Regions from separate parts of the Danio rerio genome. Here region 1 is linked to region 2. Evidence: chromatin contacts called from public Micro-C data. All regions are on one chromosome and are shown on one strand. Each heading gives the region's core, a stretch centred on a gene start, on an enhancer-like site or on the middle of the called end of the contact. The rest is flanking DNA. Distances are from core to core; before and after follow the strand shown. Region 1 holds the start of ice1 (KIAA0947-like (H. sapiens)). Region 2 holds the start of dnah5 (dynein, axonemal, heavy chain 5).

The links. A called contact is a pair of places that touch in the nucleus more often than the background predicts.
Region 1: a contact with region 2 is called in a Micro-C map of caudal fin, with 18 times the contacts expected there. The contact joins the promoter of ice1 here to the promoter of dnah5 in region 2. A contact is called at or near these places in 5 of 18 Hi-C or Micro-C datasets (caudal fin, embryo, hematopoietic stem cells and 1 more) and 2 of 4 datasets of contacts at active chromatin or transcription factors (caudal fin and embryo).

The regions. Positions count from the first base shown.
Region 1 is chr16:9,770,195-9,776,809 of GRCz12tu, forward strand. ice1 (KIAA0947-like (H. sapiens)) reads left to right here and starts at 4,501. Exons shown (of 22, transcript NM_001034965.3): 1 at 4,501-4,732. The coding sequence starts at 4,643. It overlaps LOC141378168 (a long non-coding RNA gene), which reads left to right. Exons shown (of 3, transcript XR_012392003.1): 3 at 723-4,245.
Region 2 is chr16:9,391,101-9,398,292 of GRCz12tu, forward strand. dnah5 (dynein, axonemal, heavy chain 5) reads left to right here and starts at 4,303. Exons shown (of 78, transcript XM_073925793.1): 1 at 4,303-4,541. The coding sequence starts at 4,449.

The sequences.
Region 1 (6,615 bases), core at 3,251-5,750, 380 kb after region 2:
TTAATTATTCATGAGACCTGCCAAACCTACCAGAGTCAAGCCCGAGCTGTGAGACACGGACCCAAGCACACAGTTTTTAGCCGTTCATGAAGGCTCATATGCGTTTGTTTCCATGATCCACGGGGTTTGTTGCATGTTTTCCCCCGCGATCTTGTCAGGGCCGATCATACAGCAAAGCTGTGTGTGCCGCTTGCATTTTTGTCGGGAGAGCAGCACAAGAGCAGCTGTCTTTTATCAGGAGTTCGTTCACATTCAGACACATCGCCGTGCTGCTGTGTTTGCCTAAATCCTCCAGATTACCAGCAGGGCTAATGGTTAAAATAGACAGGTCAGGAGACCTGCTGCACTGAGTCTGCTGGATACGGGGATTGAGGGAAAAGTCCTCTTTTATAGGGTTTACATGAACACACTTATCTTTATAATGATATAAATTGTGGTTATGTGTATATGAAATTACGAATAACAAATGTAGCAGGGCACTAAATCACTGTTCATTTCTTTGCATTTTAACTTTGTAAACTATACACTCATGCGTCTCCTCACGTTTTGTCTTATTTAGTGAGCAAACTGTCAACAACAGTAGTTCGCTCACATTCTCCCCTGCTGGCTACGCCCACTCCTGCCCGATGCTCGCGGAGCTCCACGCCCATTAATCATGCATCTTTTGAAAAAATTCTGAAGTAGACTTTAACCGAAAGTGCGGGGTGTCATGGCCCTTTAAGGCCAACATCAATGGCAGTGTGACTTTTTGAAAATGTACAAAATAAAGGCTTTTGAGACCCAAGACTAATAAACTCTTTAAAAAAAATAGTGATCAACTGTTATATTTTGTAGACTGCTCAGAAAACCTGGGTGTAACTGCTAAGGCCAACCCACAAACATTTTTGCAGACCCAGATTTGATTTAGAAAACTAGAGCAGACTCATTAGCCTTGAAATAGAGAAGTATCTTTCCTAAATTTGGCACAAACTTGAGTGTATGTGCACTGAGGGGTATAAAAACTCACAGCTGGGGGCACTGTCTCTAACACATTCACTCTATGTGTGTAATGGATGTCACCCTGCAGTATTATTGCAGTGAACAGATTTTTGCTTTGCTCTAACCGTTGTCTGACTCAGTAAATTGATCAGATTCCCATGACATAAATACATGTAAATCAGAATGGCCATGCAATGCTTTAACCTTTTATTTGGCTAATTTCACAATCACAGACGATCATTAATTAAATTAACTCAAAATGTAGCTTGTATTTAATCAAATTAAAGGTTACTTGAAGCCACGCTTATGAGAGAAAGCTTTAAAAGTGTGAGAGTGGTCACGGTGATCACAGTTGCATAAAATAAGCAGTGCTTCAAACTGCAGCACAAGAGCACCTCTGTGTGGTTGACTGACATGGTGCAAGGCTATGGATTGCTTGAACAGATTTGAGCTGTTAATAAAATGTGGGTGATAGTAAAAAAAAATATTTGAGTGTATGGGTGTTTTCCAGTGCAGGGTTGTGGCTAGAAGGGCATCTGCTGCGTAAAACATGTGCTGGATAAGTTGGTGGTTCATTCCTCTTTGGCAACCTCTGATAAATAAAGGCTAAGCTAAAGGGAAATAAATTAAAATAAAATATTTTCAGTCTCAGCAGAGAATCATTAAACAACTCCACAAACAGCATCAACAGATTCACTTATTACTGACTGCTTTAATGTATACAGTTCTTATGAAGCATTAGCAGACGTTTAGGCATTTTGCGTGTGTGTCACCATAATGGAGGTGAGTGTCTGGTTTAATTGTGCTCTTGACCTATGTCATCTAAATTTAATTATTTTTTACTTCTGGCTGCTTTAACTTAGTTTAAAATCACTTTTGTTATAACACAAAAGCTGGAAAGTCAATACTTAGATAAATCTACACTTATTCTGATAAATACTTCATTAAAAGGCACGATTAACTGATCTTGTGCATTAGTTCACCTTATTTATAGTTACTATGTTGAAGTTCCAGGTATTTTTTTTATTAATAAAACCTATCTAGTTCCTTTACAAAGTTTTAAAATAAAATAAAAAACAGTTCAGTTACAACAACAAAAAAGGCTCAGACCTCAAGAATGAAAACAATATGTTCCATGCTGCAATGCATGCTGGGTGTGGCACTGTACATAAATTCCATCATGCATTTCAGGATAAATAAATGATGTAGTAGACTGAAATGATGTAGTTTTGATTCATGTTATGTTGAGACTTTTAGTAGCCTGTTTGTGAGTTAAACTGTTCGTTTTGTTAATTGTCACTGTTGTTGAGGTTCATACGCTGATTCTTGATGTCTCATTGAATCTAAAGCATACCACAGAGCAAGTTGTTTTTGTCCAAGCTATGCTTAAAACCTTTGGAATCCAGTGGCACATGGAAGCATCTTAAGTTACATTTAATACTGGATTGATCATAGAATAACAGGGCTGAATCATATTATATTACTCCAGGACAAGTTCTGCCTCTAAAAACAAAATCAACATCACCAGATTTGTTTAATTGCTTGTCGTATTACTGACTAAAGCAAACTCTATTCTCCATGATGGTGACTTAAAATGTAAACCTTTATATCAAGAAAAACGTGTAGACTGAAAAAGTGTAACTGCCGATGCTGTTTGTAGAGTTGTTTAATCATCTGAATATATTTTTGTGATTTAATAATTTGTTGTACTTAAGGTTATTTTCTTACAAAGCTGTGACTGAAGTAAGTTTTAAAGTTTTTGTTACGTTTTTTTTCCTTCAGTATTTTCTTCATTTGTTCATCATTAATCCTCATATATCATTTAATTGAAGGTGTGAGATGTAAAAACACAATGTAAAAAAATTATTTCAACAGTAATGTCATGTTAATTTAAACTATGGAAGTAAACTGTAGAACAAAAACAGCAGATTGCAGGCAACCACAGCTGCCACTAGTTTATCGTAAAAACAAAGAAAAAACTTTAATGAAACCATAAAATAACTGTCATATTTCTGCTTCCCTTAATGTTACCGTTGTGGAGGAGAGTAGTAGAGCCAATGTTTAAAACAGAGGTGTCCAAACTTGGTCTTGGAAGGCCAGTGTTCTGAAGAGTTTAGATTCAACCTTAATTAAACACACCTGCACCAGCTTATCAAGCTCTTATTAGACATACTAGAAACATCCTGGCAGGTGGTTTGAAGCAAGTTGGAGCTAAACTCAGCAGTACACTGGCCCTCCAGGACAGAGTTTGAACATCCCTGTTTAAGAGGTGCACTCACACTATGCTATCCAAACCATGCCCAGGTGTGATTCCTGGTTTGTTTGACAAGCGTGAGGCTCTGAATAGTGGTGGGCATATCAAGGCTTCATGAAACACTGAAAAGTCGAAGCAAAGGTGTTGACCCAACTGAAAAAAAAACTGCTTAGACCAGATTTGGCTGGTTTTAGAGGAGATTTGACCATTTCCAGCCTGGTCTTAGCTGGTCAGTCTGGGAGATGTGCAGATTGTGCCTCACCTAATTTTACGTTAAGTTTTTTACTTGGCTTGTTGCTGTAATGATTAATCTTTTTAGGCAAAGTTCTTAAGGGTTACAGCAGCCCATAAGAAAATTTATATAAAGAGGTTCAGGGCCATGAGACCAACTAAAGCAAACACTGTTTTCCATGATGGTGACTTTAGTCAACACTGTGGCCCACATATGTTTTAAAATAACTAAGCCACATTTGCCATATTTTCTCTGGGCCACATTAGGCTCACAGCCACAATAGCCAGAGCTTGCTGTGCCTAATATTTATTAAAAGTAACTCACATATGTCTTAAGATAACTGGGCCACATTTGCACCTACACATGTGAGCCACTTGAGGTTTAGACCCAGATTACCCTTAAATGACTAAGTTATGCCTCATTTTTGCCAACTGTGGCCCACATTTGTCCTCCATCATTTGCGCCAAATTGATCATTTTCCACATTGGCCACATTATGCTCACATCCAGATTACATTTTGCCATAAGTGCCAAATCTTTGCTTTTAATGGCCCATATATGAATTTTTCAATCCCTTACAACAATAAATGATAATAAAGAACGGTAATAATAAATGACACACCAATAATTGTAGCTTACTTTACCCATATAAGAACCCACGAATGCACTCGCCTTCTGACATTGCGCTCGCGACATTTGACATTAAAATAACCATGTAGTCTACTGTAGGCTCCTCATAATCACATTGCGTGCATGGAGACGGAGCGTTTCTTATATTCACTACATCCAAACCAGCAGGAGGCGATCGAAATGTTTGTCTGAATTTTTCAGGACGCGTGAGGAACACTGGTCCACCCCATAATATGCCTAGATTCTATTCTACTGTTATATGCAACGTACCACGTTAGATTCTTGCTAAGAAGATAACGCTTTGCTTCATAAATGTCTTAATGTTGCTAAAAATATCACCGCACGACAAATTATAAAGATTTACTAATAAACACCACTTTATAATCCGGCGTCTACATCGGGCGGCTGGGGGCTTTTCTACAGGGGTCCTCATTGAACGTGCTGCGGAACGTTTGTATTAGCAAAGTTCAGATGGGCATGTTTTGGTTGGACGTTTTTATAAATATCAAGCTGCATGTGCGATTGCGCTGGTGATTTTGAGTTTTTACCATGATGCCAGGAGAGAACCAATCCAACGCCAGAGGAATCGCCTCTGAAGCAACTTCTGGCACCTGTCAAAACTGCACTGTTTTAAATCAGGTTTTAATCTAGTTTGTTTTCTAAGTTCACGCTTTGCACTTGTTCTGTTTTCTTATTGTACTTATTTAGTTACTCTACTGATAATTAACATGTGCGAATCAAAGTGTATAATGTTAATGAAGCATCTGTTTGGTTAGCATTAATATATATGGTGATTGAGTGGATCGATGTGTAATGTTTACTATAATATCTATATATTTAATAATAGTCAAATCCAAACAAGATTACCAGTTAAGGAGTAATGATTGATTAATGTTTGTTCTTAATAGGACTGCGTGATGTTGAAGAAAAAACTGTCATTGCAATGTTTTGTTATTCTGCGATATGGATATAGAGATAAAGTTGGTTTTATATTCACATATTTGGACTTTCTCCTTAAAAATATAATATCATACAAGTATTATTTGCAAACTCTTAATAGCGAAATCATATTAGCAGACAACGACTATCAAAGTATAACATTGTTCACAGTCAAATAAACAGTGTTAATGTTACTTTCACGTCACACTTGCAGGTTATTTCAGACCGAATATTCAAAGTTCCATGGTAAACAATATAGGAAGCGTGTCACAAGTTGTCACAGAACGAATGTGTGAATATAAAACCAACTTTACCTCAATATATAATTTCGCCAGACTTGAATAGCAGTACATATTTAAACTGATTGGGATGATTATATATATATATATATATATATATATATATATATATATATATATATATATATATATATATATATATATTAGGGGTGTCACGATTTTGATTTTTAATCGAAATTTATCGAAATTTATGCTCAATTTCGATTATCGAATCAAAAAATAGAATCGTCGATGCTGCCACGCCCCCATGTCACGTCATCTTGGCTTGCCAAGAGGGAAAAAACAGGCTTGTTGAAGTGCTTGTTAAACTGCAGGAGCAGGAGACCCGTCGACAGAACTTAAACCCTCTCCTCTTTCAATAAAGACGCCGGTGTTTAAGCATTTTGGATTTCCAGTGAGTTATGTTGACAACGTTCGTGTTGTCGACAATAAAACACAGTTTTGCAAGCTCTGCTATGTACGTATTACGTACGGTTCGTCCGATAGACAACACCGGCATCGTGATCCTCCGCCCGCCCCCATTGCAAATCCGCTCGTGAAAAGTACACACTCAGGCCCTGTTTACACTGTGTTTGTTTTTAAACGGCATTTTAGAACGACAACGATTTGACATCCACAGTGGCGTGTAGCATTTCTGAGCAGCCCTCCTTCCTCTCTACCTCTAAAAATGGACATCACGTGACCACACAGACACAGACGCACACACAGCCATGCGCTCGAGACAGCAGGTCCAGGCAGTCAGAGAACTGCTTCAATCTTTCACTCACTTGTACTTAGTCATTTAAGCGAACACCTCAGATACTGTTGGCTGGTTCCTGTTGGTTGTGCGTCTTTTTTACCGACGCCATTATAACGACACAGATCACTGCCTATTCACGAGTCCCGCAGAAAAAGTGATTGACAGGTGGTAATTATGTGTGTAACTTGCCTTTATTCATTTACTGTATGATTTGTTTATGGGTAAAACAAAGACCATGCAGGTCAGGTAGTTTAAACGGTAGGCTACAAATAATTAATTGGTCATTAATTAATTTATTATTCATAATCGAGAATCGAATCGTGCCTTTAGAATCAAAAATGTTATCGAATCGAGGATTTGGAGGATCGTGACACCCTTAATATATATATATATATATATATATATATATATATATATATAGAGAGAGCGAGAGAGAGAGAGAGAGAGAGAGTGAGAGAGAGGCAAAGATGCTAATTAAATGCATGATTTGGTTTGGTGGAAACTGGAGAGTTTAACTGTGTTCAGGTACAGAAATGTAATAATCA
Region 2 (7,192 bases), core at 3,053-5,552:
ATGTGTAAGTTCACATACCCCACAGGTGTAGTTCGCTGTCAGAATTCAGTAATTTTACTTGTTGATGATTACCCAGGCCTTGTATCCCGTCTTCTTTCCTTGTCTTTGGCTAGGCAGAACCTTGGTTTTTAACACTATATAGTGTTGAATCTAGTAATCATGAAACATTATTTCTTGCACATGACCACACAGAACAAAATTGTTGGCAGGCTTTAACTTCTTCTTGTACAATCCCTTGGAGCTTCAATGAGATTGTATATTTGGGGCTGGATGCTTGGCCATTTCGTCTTATCCAATATCCATTGAGAGCGTGCAATCGCAAATGGACCTGTCAGACGAACGCGTATTTGGTGTTTATTAGGGACCAAGCCAGCATGTTAAGTAAGGGGCATACAATTTTTTTTTATTATTATTATAAAAATAATTGTTTTTAATAAAGTCAAAAAAGTTTTCACAAAAGTTCAAAAGATAAATGAAACAATTAAACCAATTGAAAAAAATCTATAAACTAAACAAAAAAACAAACAAACCATGTTTAAACCAAAAACAGGACTTCTTGAAATGACAAGACAGAGCTCATTTATACAAGAGGGACTAGTCCACAATAAACAAAAAGAGGGAGACAACAACAGACAATTAACAACAACAATAAACTAAGCCAAATACCTACTTAATTATCTAAATAATATTAAAATAAATCCTAAATAAAGCAAAACTAATTATAAATCTAAAGAAACAAAGACTGCAAATCATTAATATAATGAAACTAAACAAAGCTCTCCCTCCAAGCCATTAGGTCAATGGTATAAGCAGGCGGAACCAAAAGACGGCACTTGGTGACACGTCGGCCGTTTAGTATGTCGGACCAAACCCGGAAACTCCGCCAGTCATCAGCACTGCTGCACGGTAACTTTAAAGGTCACCTATGGTGAAAAAACTACTTTTTAAAGCTGTTTGTACAGACATATGTGTAGGTATAGGGTCATATTGGGGTGATATAAACACACCCAGTCCTTTTTTCAGTTTAACTACTTTCAGACTGACCACAACTTGAAGTAGGAGTGTGGTCCCACCAAATTGATTGACAGCTGCGTATTATTAAGTTCCAGTTGTCACGTGTATAATCATATCAACAAGATAGGACGTGTACAAAAAAATGGGAATAAAAGGTCTGTTCAGTTTGCTAGGATCATTAATCATCATCAAATGTGACCAAGAAGAGTGAGTTTTACAAGTTTAAAATGTTTTAAAACAGTGCACGTGTGTAATTAATTACAGCGATTTACTTCAGCTTTACTTCATTACCGCAGGCACATATCAGAACAATAAGAAATGAATATGCTTCAATCCCGGTTTGTGCAAAAATGTATAAAATAGAATCTTATAAAAGGTATAATGAAAAATCTTATGGATGTTTTGAGCTGAAACTTTACAGACACATTCTGTAAACACAAAAGACTTGTATTAAATCTAAAAAAAGAGTTAAGCTAGGTGCCCTTTAATTCAAAGAAAACTTAATTAACAAAACATACAGTACAGATAACTAATTTTGTGTGCACTCAAAATAGTACTAGGCGTACTGTAAATAATAAAGAAAAGTAATGACAAACAGAAACAGTGTATGCGTCTTATTTAAACTAAATATGAAAGAAACTAAATGTATAAACACAATAACTCGGTTTAACTTAACCAATAAAAAAATCTTAAATGAGTGTGTGTGTGTGTGTGTGTGTGTGTGTGTAAGTAAATGTATGCATGTGTGCGTGCATGTATGCCTCACTCTTAATGTATAGTGTGTAATCAGTTAAGAGGAGCTGCAAGTTTCACTAATCAATGAATTGTCATAAAAACTAAAAGCACTACAATCATGCAAGTAATGATTTGTAGGTAAATACAATTTGGTGTACAAGTTGTGTTTGTCTTTCAGCTTTTGTAATGTGAAGAAAGAAATATCACTTTTTTTTTTTGGCATTTTTTTCATACAGCACTTAGATTCAGAAGAATAGCTGAGCAGAGGAATGACTCCTGGAAATCAGAAACTGTTGATGAACACTGGAGCAGATATCTGCTAAGCATGAGTACACTTACTAAAAAATACATTGTAATTAAGAAATTGAGATTAAATTTCACAATCTTCCAAGTTCTGGTGTCATTCCCCCCACCACCCATGAGCCTGTGTATTTGAAAGTTTTACAGTTATTTTTTTTCCTCATTTTGAGATTACTTTTACTTTACAATAACTTTGTAAAAAAATTACTTTATATGAAAAAATACTTTGTAAAGACACTTATATAAGTATATTGTGTGTAATTGCTAACATGGGAGCAAAGACCTTTAATAAAAATGTGTGATGTATTTCGTTTTCTGTTCTGTTTCTAATTGAGAAAATCTGCTAGATTAAGTTCAGTGAATTTAAAAAAATGTAAGTTAATGTATTTAAACTAAACGCTGTATAAAGTGATTAGTTACTTAAAGTAACCAATTGCCCAAAAAGCAATTGTTGACTTTACAAAAATAATGTCGTAAACCCATTGTAACTTAAATGTTAAGTTGACTTAATTTTTTATAATTATGCAAATTATACTTTTTTTAAGTTAACTAATGCCTTTTTACAGTGTCAGACTATTTAAGCATGTCTTTTTTTCAAATAATTACTGTAATTATCACAATATTACATATTTGGTGCTTCATTAAGTCTATAAAATCTACAATTATAGGCTGTATTGAAGTTTAAGAGTTTTTTTACTTGGGGGAAAAAGTTAGTATAATTTGCAAACTTATAAAAATAGTCAACTTATATAAAGTCAAACTTTTATAAAGTCTTTCTTATAAAGTCATGTGCTTAACAGTTCCAAGTTACAATTGGTTTTCATGCATTATTTTTGTAAAGTCAGCTTGTTGCTTTAAAAAAAATTGGTTTACTCCATAGACTGAAAAATATAATATATTAAATATAATGAGGTTTACTTGCTTTAAGTAACTAATCACTTTTTACTGTGTACTTTGCAAGTTTTGCTAACTTGATAATGTACTGCAAGTTAACCTATTAAAACCAAATTTTGCAAGCCCAGTTAACTTGAAATAAGTAGTTAAAATGTTTAGTTGACAGACTAAAATAATTGAAGTTAAGAAAACTTACCGAATTAAGTCAATACAACCTTAACTGAGTCAATGCATGAAGATGACTTAACTAAGTGAACAAATCATTTTTTATTGGTGTGAAACAAGTGGTACCACCCTAAATGTGTTTCTGACATAGCTCTTCCTTGTCAGTGTTTTCCGTGTTGTCTACGTTCTATGTGTCTGTTCATGTTGTGTCTGAAGGCATGGCTCAGCCTGTGTTTGTGTTCACCATGTGCTCCTACCATGTGCTCCTCTGGGGTCCGTTCTTCGTACCTCGCTTAAATGATCTAAGATAATTTGGCAGATCCTGGATCTTTTAATCTTGATAACTCTCTCGCTAATTTGGTTCTTCAAACAAGTTCGCGAATCAGATTAGAATGTCTGGATAAACTGATCTGAGATCGCTGCGTGCGTTGTGAAGGACAGATCTATCGATCCTCGAAATCATGATCAGCAATGCAACGATTGGCTGACGGCACAGCAGCGTAATGACATCATCTGATTAATATTCAATTATCCATGTGAGCAAAATCATACAATTAGCAGTAAGCCGTTTAAATATGACACGTAATATAATGGATGTATAACTTGCTTTAGGATTGTTTTTCATAATAAACTATTTTTTCACTGCAGTGTTCTGCATTCTTTACAATCCAGTTATTGAATAGTTGTTAGTGGTTTGTCATTCAGAATAAGAAAATTATTAATAAACTATTTAAATGTATTTTTACAGCTTGTTAAATCAAATTTTTTAATTAATTACTGCTTTATTGACTGAACCGTGCTGTTTTGTGACCTAATCTTGTGAGGACTATGCTTTGTAGATCCCTTATGAATGAAAATTATTTTATTTTAAAAACTTTAAGGCAATGAACAGCAGAGTTATTTAGAGCAAAAACAAATAGGCTACATTTCTGATCTGTATGAAAATGAATCTGTATAACTGTATCAATTGAAAATAAATCTTTGTAATATTTGCCTTTTATTTTGAATTAAGTTAGTTTGATAACAATCAGGAAAAGGCCTATTTGTAGTCACATTGAAATGGTCTATCAAAAATCTGTGCATAAATGAGATCGAGTGCTCAGGTCAGACACCGGGTGGGCCGGGACACTTTCCTCCCCCTAAAAACTTTACCCCTGACGTCGGCATCTCCATGGCAACTGCCAACAACAAATTAAACGTGAGAAAGTGTTCTCTGGGCGGCGCGTTCACAGCATGGTCAACAGTAAAATTCTTCCGGATACCGAGAAGATCCCGTGGAAAGTCATAGGTCGGCTTTAAGATTGCATTTTATATACCTATTAAATGTCTGAGGAAAGATAATGGCTTTGAGTTACCGGTCAGTGAAGTCAAACATCAGATCCAGAGGAACCCATCAGCCCTCTGCCCCAGTGGACAACATAAAGGAGATGCAGGTCTGCTTGATTTCAGTTACCACATATCATTTCCTCCATCTACTGTAATCTCACACATATAGGCCTGTACACTATTTAAATGCCATTGTGTGTGTGTGTTTATAATCTCCTCAGTAACAATATCACGTTTACTCTCTCTCGATCTCTCACTCAATAGTTTTGGTTTATTTTATTCTTTATTTGATTTATTTCTAAACACTTTTTTTTAAACACTGTCAATTTGTTAAGGTTTTAAATTATTTTTCTCGAATTAAAATAAACAAATAAAATAAATAATTGCCGATATTAAAATGCCTAATTAGGCCTACATTTTACAAAAACTGGCAGTGTATTTTACTCAAACGGTAATTTAGGTGTTTCCTTTAAAATAGGGGTAATCATAATTTTATTAGTTTTATTGTTATTATTAATAATAATGATATCAAACTGACAAAGACTCGTCGGTTTAAAGGAGGTTTCGAAATTTAGATTTCAAATAAATTACCTATTAACGTTACCAGTTTATACATCAACCAAGAGACGGCCACTGGAACCACAAGATGGCGGCAAAGCTCTGTAGTAATAGAACTCCTGTAAGTTGTAACAGCCATTTGCGGCATGGATTTGTGATTAGGGACGTTTAGTTATTCTGTAATATAGCATATTTTAATTCAGTAGAGATTAAGTCATGATATGAAATGTAGTACGTTCAGAATTAAAACTAAATATTTCCTCAGTCATTTGTAACACGTTACTGATTCACCGAACACGTTTTTACCTCATCCCCTTTCATAGCACATGGGATTCTCGTTTAAGCTTCATGTTTCATTTTAAAGTATCTTTTTAAAAGATTTACTTTTTATATTGTCTTATAACATAGGCTAACCCACTGACGATTCGGTGTGATTCATAAACTGTCGTCAAACTTGGTTTAGTCAAATTTGCTAGTTATTATACAGTGTCTCTTATACTTTTGAACGTTATGTGTAACGTTAGATGAGCTCATGTTCCACTGAGAATATTGTTTGTGACACTGCTGAAGTTTGTGTCATTGAGAAGACTACAATAGAAAAAAAAAACAATAGATGAAAACAAAGGTGGTTACTAACACATTTGTTTACACATTATTATCATACAAACACACACACACAAATCATTGAGTAATATTGAGTTAATGTGTAATAATAAAACACAAACCAAAACATTTTGAAAGGTTATTTTGGGAGGTAAGTAAGTAACATGCTTTATAGGGATATAAAATCCAGTGTAAATATGGAATTACATGTACAAAAACTTTTCTTTTAATACTTTTATGTCATTATTTTGGTGATCAAAAGGGCATAGGTGTGGATGTCAAATATACATCAAGGTTTTGATATCAAATGTTTGATTTTTTATGTGTTTCTGACGTAAAGGCGATTGCTGAGTATGAAACACTTGCTGAATTTTTTTAAGTGTTACAGGACAAATAAATACAGAAATGTTAGCACAATTTGAGTTACCTTGTGTTGCTGTATGGTATTTTCTCAGCATCTATGTTTTGTGGCAGTACAAGTGCAGGTTGTTATATGTGAATTGGTTTTTCAGTCACAGTTGTTGGTTTTGTTGAGTATACTTGCAGTTTATCTATTGACTTAAATTATTTCTAGTGACATTGCGAATGTAACCAGGAATATGAGCTAAGGGGATTCTTGATTTGGTGGCTAGATCATACATTGGGAGAAAAATTATTCAACACATCATGTTCTTTCCTGGGAATAATATTTCCAAAGTACATGTTGACATGGAATTGAACTAGATTTTGGTAAAAAAAAAAGAAAAACTAACAATACAAATATAAATATATATAATCAGGTGATTGGCTGGGTCATTCTACAGCTTAATTTTCTTTCATTTAAGAGTTTCATTAGCTGTGTTTTGGATCGTTGTCTTGCTGAAATTTCCACCCTGGTTTTATCTGCATCGTCCTGCTAATGTAGATGTTGGACTAAAGCAGCTAATATTCATTTACACTGAGGAAGGACGGAGGGTTGCTGAAGATCTACTGAGAGATTTCAGCTGCTGTCTGGGCTTTCTCTGTCTTTTTCTTCATGTATTTAATACTTTTCCCTCTGTCGTGTAATTTTATTACACGCAACTTAATTTGTAATCTAATTAGATTAGTTTTCTTTGCACATATGGATTTCTTTGGTTCTTATCTGTTATCTGGTGTATTTTCTTCATGAAACTGGAAACTTGGGGCTACATGATAATGGAAAAATCGGATATTGCAATATTTAGTTTTTCTGCAATATATATTGTGATAATTTCACCAGATGGTTTATATAACTCTATTTTAAGTTTTTATGGAGAGTTTAACTGTATTCAGGTACACAATAATAATAATAAAAAGTAAAATAACACTGTGGAGACTTTATTGTATAAATAATTAAGTACTATTAATATTTTTTAGACCTCCAATGGTCATATTGTCTTGTGACCAAAAATGTTGAACTTACTGTACATAGTCACAGGCTATAAAAATACATGCAAATGATCAACTTCTTTCTTGATTAGAGTGATTGTGTTTCTAGTCCAAATAAAAATCCATAAACTATGAATCATTTTTCAGACAAGTAAAAAATATTGTTTTGTTTTCAGAATTGTGTGAAAATCAGGCGTGTTTGTCCTTA